2 separate regions of the Rattus norvegicus genome follow, and region 2 is linked to region 1. A link is a contact called in public HiChIP or PLAC-seq data. All regions are on one chromosome and are shown on one strand. The core of a region is the stretch at or near the end of the contact, and the rest is flanking DNA. Distances in the headings are between cores, read along the strand shown. Region 1 overlaps Mir9-2hg (Mir9-2 host gene). Region 2 overlaps Mir9-2hg (Mir9-2 host gene).

What was found. HiChIP or PLAC-seq counts read pairs in DNA pulled down with a chosen protein or histone mark.
Region 2: a contact with region 1 is called in an H3K27ac HiChIP or PLAC-seq map of oligodendrocytes, with 4 times the contacts expected there. The contact joins two enhancer-like sites. A contact is called at or near these places in 1 of 12 Hi-C or Micro-C datasets (frontal cortex) and 1 of 1 datasets of contacts at active chromatin or transcription factors (oligodendrocytes).

The regions. Positions count from the first base shown.
Region 1 is chr2:15,927,020-15,931,253 of GRCr8, reverse strand. It overlaps Mir9-2hg (Mir9-2 host gene), which reads right to left. Exons shown (of 4, transcript XM_039103406.2): 2 at 3,919-4,046; 3 at 2,077-2,126. Among named protein-coding and RNA genes, the nearest start is that of Mir9-2, 4.2 kb to the left of the region's middle. Within about 2 kb of position 1,908, at least 12 of the 93 cell types and tissues checked have an H3K27ac peak or open chromatin away from gene starts, as enhancers often do.
Region 2 is chr2:16,057,381-16,061,416 of GRCr8, reverse strand. The region is part of intron 3 of Mir9-2hg (Mir9-2 host gene); the gene reads right to left. Among named protein-coding and RNA genes, the nearest start is that of Mir3597-2, 130 kb to the right of the region's middle. Within about 2 kb of position 2,201, at least 8 of the 93 cell types and tissues checked have an H3K27ac peak or open chromatin away from gene starts, as enhancers often do.

The DNA.
Region 1 (4,234 bases), core at 659-3,158:
ATGTGAATAAGAACCTGCTTATTTAATCACATACAGAGCCCGAAAATATAAACCCTGTAAAGAAGAGACTGACAAATTATTTTTTTTAATGCTAGGTAAAATCTCCAATGAAGAGTTTAAACACAATATCACGCCATTAAGATATGGTTTACAGCTCAGCAACAGAAATGCCAATTTGTCCTTAGATTAATTTGTTTACTTTTATGATAAGCATTCTTTAGCTGGTTATTGAGAAAAGGCTAAGATGTGGAAAGAGCTCATCTATATTTCTTATCAAATTAGAAACAAGACTTCAGAAATAAAAAGCACACGGACACCACAATCCCATTCTAAAAGCGTGTTCATGTGAACCCTATGGTCACAACATAAACAAGTCCCTGAACGCATGCCACTTCTGACGCCATGTAAAAATCCTAATGAACTTTGCAGTGTGGGAGAGCACCGTGGCCTTGCTTTCCAAGAACTAGCAGCAGAGCAATTAATGATTTGGCTTGTATTACATAAAGCAAGCATGTGATCAGATAGTCAACTATGTAAGTCAAAGCCCAAGAAATCAGAAACAGTTTTAAAATATCTCTTTGCTTCATGTGTATCTAGGTGTGAGAGGGCAAGTTATACATACATATATATGTGTGTGTGTGTGTGTGTGTCTGTTTGTGTGTGTGTGTCTGTGTGTGTCTGTGTGTGTGTGTGTGTGTGTGTGTGTGTGTGTATGGTATTATCCTCATATTTCCTGAGTTTGAAAATTATCATGTCTCTATTCCCATATTTAACAATACAATGTGTTTTTAGAAACAGTATCTACAATGTGTTAGCACACTGCATATCTGATCGCTTCTCCCAGTAGAGTCTGTAGAAGATGCTGTAATAAACACCACATTCTTAGGGCAACACTAGTCATGCCAACTTACTACAAGACTGGTCTCCATGCTTGGTGTTCAGCATGGGACCTCCAATGAGTGAAATGAGCCAAGATCAGGATTATGGGAAGTCTGTTCATTAACCGTGTAGTCAATTAAATATTTTACTTCTTTATCAACCTCTCAGGCACACAGAAGAAAATTAAATATACTAAGATTTAATATCAAGTGCCTTCTTATTTATAATATTGCCAAGGTCTATGATGTGGTTTATCATATGTATTATAAATAAATACACCCCACAGTACATTACAATTACATATCTCCAAGGAGTCCTAGCAATGTCATGTGTGAAGAGCAGCTCTTAGCAACTATACTTTAAACTTAGATTTTTTTGCTTTTAAAAGATTATCTAGCTGAACTACAGAATATTCACTTGAAAATCATTGTAGTGAAGGATATACTGAATTCAAGCAGCCTGCCTGCTTATTCTCCAATAAATTCCCACTAGTAACTAGTAGATTAGAGTGTGGCTGTGGTGCTTGCTTTCAGGTCTTTTATGGGTCTCCAAATGGCTGAAACATGACTTGAAACATTCTGGTTTACTTGGGAACAAAACAACCTCTCCTGGTTTAAAGTAAAAAAAAAAATTATGGTTTTCCTCATATGTGGGTCAGAAGGATGCTATTTAATTAATTCATATACGCTTGGTTTATGAACAAGCCTTAGAACATCTCTGAATCCTATAGACATACATGCAGAATGCATAAAGGACTGGCCTAGCATCAATGCATTTAAAATATTTGCTTTGTAAGAATTACAAGTGTGCAAACTGTAGTTCTCTGTCAATGCTATTGTCTTTTTTTAAGCCATTTTATTTACACCAGTATCCATGGTCCAATGATGAACTCAACTGGCTTTCATTATAATAAAAGTATCTTAACGATTTCTTCTAAGTACGAGCTTCTTTCTTAAGGCTATCTCAGGCTTTATTTGTGTTCTGCTTTATGCACATACATATATGTGTATATCACATGCATACAAAGGTTCCTCCAGGAGAAATAACTGCACCCACTGAAACTTAGATGTTTCTGGAATTCTATCTGCTGCAGGAGGAGATGTGTGAGAGATTGCAGACCTGTCTTCCAGTGAACAATATTCTATTTTCATTTCATACATCAGTCAAATTTTATCAAATAAAAAAATTTTAAATTACCTTTGGTTGATTGAATAGCTTGTTCAGGATATGCTTCTTTGAAGTCTCATCTGAAAAATAGGCAATAAAACAAATAATCATAGTTTTTAGAAATATGTATATATCATTATATAGGGATATGACTTAATTTAAAAGATCACAATTACTTTTTTTTTAAATGCCAATAGATTATATAAAACACCAGCACTGTGTATCTTGGGCCTTAGCACCTACAGGGTTAAATATGCTAATTTGCATTTAAATGGAGACATGCATGATAATGGGGATGCAAAATATGCAGGATCTAGAGGGGTTTGGGAAATTAATTTTTCTTTCTCCTTTTATTTTTAGCTTGGAAAGAAGAGAGACTTAAGAAACATTAGGGATTTGAACCTTGTAACCTCCCATACAAAAGAGAAGGGAGAGCCCCACCATGCAAGGATTTTAAGTCTGGAACCACGTCTTGTTTTCTAAATGTTTAAGGGACTGGATTTCTTGGCCTTTCAAACAATGAGAATCCCACGATAAATGGCTAATCCATTAGAAAGATGCAAATAGTTTACTGTAAGGCCATAGCACAGTGAGATGTGCATTCATATCTATGGCTCCTGATTGGCTCTTTCCTTCAGTAAATCAATGAATAATGTACAACCTGATTGCTGTAAAGTAGTGGATTTTTAAACCCTTCCCCCACACCCCGCGATCCAATATTAGGAAGTCTTAGATACTCCCGAAAATAGGTTGAGTTTTTTTAAAATGATTCTTTGATGCTTACTATTATTTTGGACTGGAGGGGTGGAGCTGTTGTTTTGCAAAATGAAAGTACTACACCGGTTCAATTATGCTGACTACAGTGGCTTGTTCCTACCAGCGCCCTAGTTACTGGTGCCAAGGGAGAGGAAGGGTGGTGGGCAGGTGTGGGCGCCAAGAGAGAGGGAAAGCGATCTGACTCCATCCTTGTGGGCCCAAGACAGCCGCAGCTTTAGCCCCCACCCCCACCCCACGGCCGTGGCCATGACAGGGCCTGGGGTCTAACTTCTGATCAATTCTACTGAATTGCCCTGACCCCTCCAGACAGTGTTGTATTCAAGCACCGCCCGCACATTTGCAAGAGAAAAACGCTGCAGATCCTAAAGGAAAAAAAAAAAAAAGCTAGGTACTCCTTACTCAGGATTTTCTGCACATCACCGAGGTCTTTCCTTCAGTTGTTTTTGGGCTCTTAAGCAGAAAGCTGCGCTCCGATTCCAGAGGCATTTGAAATTGAATACTTCCAAGTCCCAATAACTAACCAGGAAGGTCGTATTAAAGCTAAACTTGGGGTAACCCTATAAAGCAGTCTCTCACCTACAAAATCCAAAAGGCGGAAGAAAGAAGGGGGAGGAGAATCTACCAGATGCAGTGAGCTATTTTACGTAAGTTTTTCCACCAGGACCTAATCAGAAGGTGGTTTCAGTGCCAGGTACCTGAAACTTTGGGCGATTCAAAAATAGCACATTATTCAAAATGAGAAAATAGCATTCAAAAATGCAAAACCCAATTTCGCTTAGCACGGCATCTAAAAGAAGGTCCCGCCACCAACACCATAAATTACGTACAATTTTTTTCCCTGTGCGATTTTTTTCCTGGCATCTTTCTACGATTAAGGGTCAGCCCAAAGGATAATTATGAGTCCTGGCTCGGACAACTCACGAGATCAACAGGTTTGGCTTTGGAGACATACAATCAATTAGCTGAAGCAAAGCCCCGGACTGGCCCTCGGAGCGGCCCTCACCAGGCTCTTGGTGGGGTGCGGGACAACCACCGGCACTGCGGGCCTGGAGCAGCCCGAAGAGCTTACAGTCTTCATGCCGCCAAGATACTCACTTGATCTGTCTGCGCCAAGCAGTGTTGTCCCCAAATTCAGCCGGACGGAAATCGAGGACCCAGGCAGAAGACAAGATCCAGTCACAGCAGAACGTGGCCACAGCACACAAACAGGCTCCTTTAGGCGTCTCCAAAAAAGAAAGGAAAAAAAATTTTTTTTCTAGACCAGTCTTCTCTTAGTACATTTAAAACTGCCGCTCAATTCCACATGGTGGGCGATTCTTTCTTGATTGCATCTAAAATAGTTTCTCTTCTGTGGGGGAGAAAAGGGCTCTAAAGACCAAGGAGGGGGGGGAAGCCAACTTTCCCCCCCACT
Region 2 (4,036 bases), core at 952-3,451, 130 kb before region 1:
CACAGAGGAAGAGATTCTCTTCTAAATACTCTCTTGGCAGAATATTTTCTCTACTTAGCTTAAGTGACAGATGCTGAAATTGGTAGGCAGTGTTATAAATTAACCCAGACATTAATGCTGAAGTAATTATTAATAAAATTAATAAAATATTTAAAGGAGTTCTACTGTCCAGAATAAAAGTTCAATTTTACTTGTTATCACAAAGTTGCATTAACAGTACAGTACTGCCAAACGCATTTGGAGACACCATATGTATCTATCCGCTTGTCACATTTAATTATAAACTACTAAAAGCTGATCACTAATAAAGTTAATAAGTAAAAAGTAGTAACAATCAGGATGCAATAACCCTTGGTCTGTAAACACCAGAGAATTAATGCTAAAAACAGCAAGTGCCATTTGAATAATAAATTTGTTGTAGCAATTTTCTCTGAGAAGTGTTTTTGATGAGGTCAGTTCCCTACAACACGACCCCAGGTTTTAAGAAGCAGCCATGTTAGGCTGGGGACATCCATGATACTAGAGTGCAGAGAAGTATGTGGACTAAGAAATTTATAATACCTGTATTTCATGTGCATATACCATGGACCAAATCACATCATGCTAATATAATGACCCCAAATAGCAAAATTGCAGTAGGACTCGATACATGGCATTAATTTTATGCTATCATCATATACCAACAGAACAGAAGGTATCATTTCTGTAATACAAAAATATTGTTTTCTCTTTTGTCATAATATGACAAAATATGAGCTGTGACATCCTATTATAGACCAACCTGAGCTTTCTTTATGGAGCAAAAGCTACAAACCTTTTGTCACTATCATAATGTAAGAGTAGGTGTGAATTCCCTTGGATTGATAGGGTGTATGTGAAATGACTTCTATTGCAGCTATTCCTGTAGTGTATTTTAAGTACTTTTCTTATAAAATAAACTCATTTAGCAGCACGTTTGCATTTGTTTAGTTGAATATGACTACAGGAAGTACAACCGTGACTTAACTTCCTGTAAAATTCCCAGCTCTCCATATTTCTACTTTTTTCTACAGGTCAAGCAAAGGTTCACGTACATACAAGGTGTACCATTGAGCTTGCATCTAAGGCATGAATTTGTAAAAATCAAGTATTTCACTTCTAATACAGCCATGTCCATCCTTCTCTCAGATCCCTTGACAAATAACCTGCTTCCCTTCAACACTTTCGCAAGTTCAAGAACCACAGATGTGTCTTTCCTGAGGAGACCCTATGTACAATGTGTGGGAGTGTGGCGTAGAAAGTACATTATTCCATTAAGTCTAAGTGTTCCCTTCAGGACAGTATCATTTAAAATGCACCTAACACAGTAAGGAGTTGACAGCATAAACAAACACAGGTTTTGCATTGCAGATGTACACAATACACTTTTGTGCAGTTGACTGACTGCTTACAACAATAAAAGAAATAATTGTAGCATTCCGCTGTCAAACTTTCCAGATACTTTATAGAGAACTTCAAAAATATGATTCCTTTTTCTCAAATACAACTAATTTGAAAAGTAATGTAGTGCCACAAAACATGAATGTTTCACGCCATTGAGGGGGCTGTTATCTCTTAACAATGGACAGAATTTCACAGTCCAGTCTTTCAAAGAAATGTATTGGTACCACATACGCATGCAAGGGTATGCCTTACACGGCAGTGAGTCCAATATTATTAATATACAAATTTCAAAAGTATTTATTTACCAGTTTTGACAGTTGTCATGGACATGACTGTTTCATATGGCATTTTTGACAAAACAATTTGCTAACTGATAGTTGCAAGAGTACTGAAAGATTCCCTCCCCGCCCTACCCTTTTACAACACAAAAATGCATCCTTAATGTAACTTCTCTGCTGAAGAGAAGACAGAGCTCTATAAGACAACCTTCCCAGTGCAGTTTCGATACAAGGCAATGAATGCAAGTGTTAACAAGGCCTAGTCTTCCCTTTTGTATTTGTTTCTTCATTAAGCTCTAACTAGGCTCTGGCTCTTGTGCCCTGAAGATTTGATGTGAAGAAGGTATGACAAGCTTGGCTTCTCCTCATGCAGCTGGCACTCCTGATGCCAAAAGCCAGAGCCTGTGGTAGTGGGACGAGGGGAGTTGTTCCCAGCACAGTTTGCCTGTCAGTTTCCCATCCGCCTCGCGGTGCAGCACCCCCTCCTCAAGTTCCCCTAATGAGAAGTGGACGACAATACCAGTATTGTTGTTTCGACTGGCAATCTTGTGGAAAGAACAGTCGCTGTTTACCCAAGCATTTGTATTACCCAAACTCTGTCGACAATTACTTCTAGAGTCCCCGATTAACTCTGCTCTTTGCCTCAGCACAAAATGTCTATTGAAATAGACACCAAACAACTTTTCTGTCTCTCAGAGCATTTTAACACGTTCCTGGATATGACTCAGAGTTACCAGAAGCAAAGAAACATAGCTAGGTGTTTTGCACTCGGGATATCAAGAGCTTGTCTATCATATAAGAAACTCACATATTTAAGTGAGCTTGAAAGTCACCCTCATCCCATCGGCCCCACCCCCATCCCGCAAAGAAAAGTTATAAAGCACACCCCTTCTTCAGTTGGTACAGCCTTATACCTAGGAGCGTACGGCAAATACAAGTATATTTCAAGTAAGAATGACATTTCTGGTCAGTTTATCCCTGTTAATGTCATATGGAAAAATATGTAACAGAAAAAATGTCTACTTATTTAACTACCATGCAATTCCATGATATGCTTTTGTTTACTAAGCCTTCACAAAATGGTACTATTGCTATGCCTATTTCCATGATACTGGTAATAATTTTAATCTGTCACATCATTCTTACCCCATTCATGTCCCACCCCACATGCATTCGGCTGTTAGCAGTATGCAAAACACCATCATGAATATGCGTAATTATGGAGATTCATGGTAATTTTTCAGGGTTATCTGATGTGACGTTTATAGGACAGCAGCATACATCAATTTAAACGGGAGTGACAAATATCTTATCCTTTATATTTCTATAGTATTTTTAATATTTCTTCAACCCCTCTCCAGGGAGTAGTATGAAATGGTAAGGACTTGAATAATAAAAATGTTAAACAATCAAACTCTTTGCTAGGTGTTTTTTAAAGTAAGTTTTACAATGATTATCTACCTGTTGAAGTTTATAAAGTATACTGTATGGATTTTTTTATTCAGCAATATTTACACCATGTGTATTATACATTTCAAACCAACGAAAGCATGTGGTTTTGCATATAACATTTTAAGATGAGAACAAAATTGCTTAATTACTTTTAAACTATGGTTGCTTGCCTGACAGAACTATTTGGCAAACGTGGTCTACCAACTTTATTAAGCATAGAAACTTGAAACACTGATCTCTTTGGAGCATATTTGAATTTTGTTCTAAGTCAGCTGCACCTGTTAGAGATTTAAACATTATCTTTGTCTTGGTGACTAATTATGACTCGCGTGACAATCTCATATTTACGATTATCAAGTAGGACTCCTTTTTCTTGTTCAGACTGTTTGTCATGAATGCTGTATGGTACTAATTACATTGAAGATATAGAGACTCCCACAATGTGATTGAGAGGCATCTTAAGTTCAAAGTGAGTGAATGTGAATTATATCAAGAATTTTAAATAGTGGGGCAATCATTACCCATTCCTCGTGCCATCACCAAAAAGAGCAAAATAACTGTTCATTCACGTCATTATATCAGCCATATTTTTAATTGTGTTAAAAATAAAGTCACTAAAAGTTGACTTGATTGAAAATCACACTCCTCATTCCAATCAAACAGAGTCAGAATTCTTTTTTTCTCAGGCATGCACTTTCATGATTTCAGATTGAGGATCAAAACTTTAAACAATTAAATATTGTTCTGTACTATTTTAATAAAACAACAGCAGAATATCCTCTAAAGAATCAGCTGAACCTACTGTTTGAGTGCATTGCTAGTAAAAATGGCTAGTGGATACTGGAGCATTGATCCAGAGTTGGCTAGAGGAACCTACTTTGTAT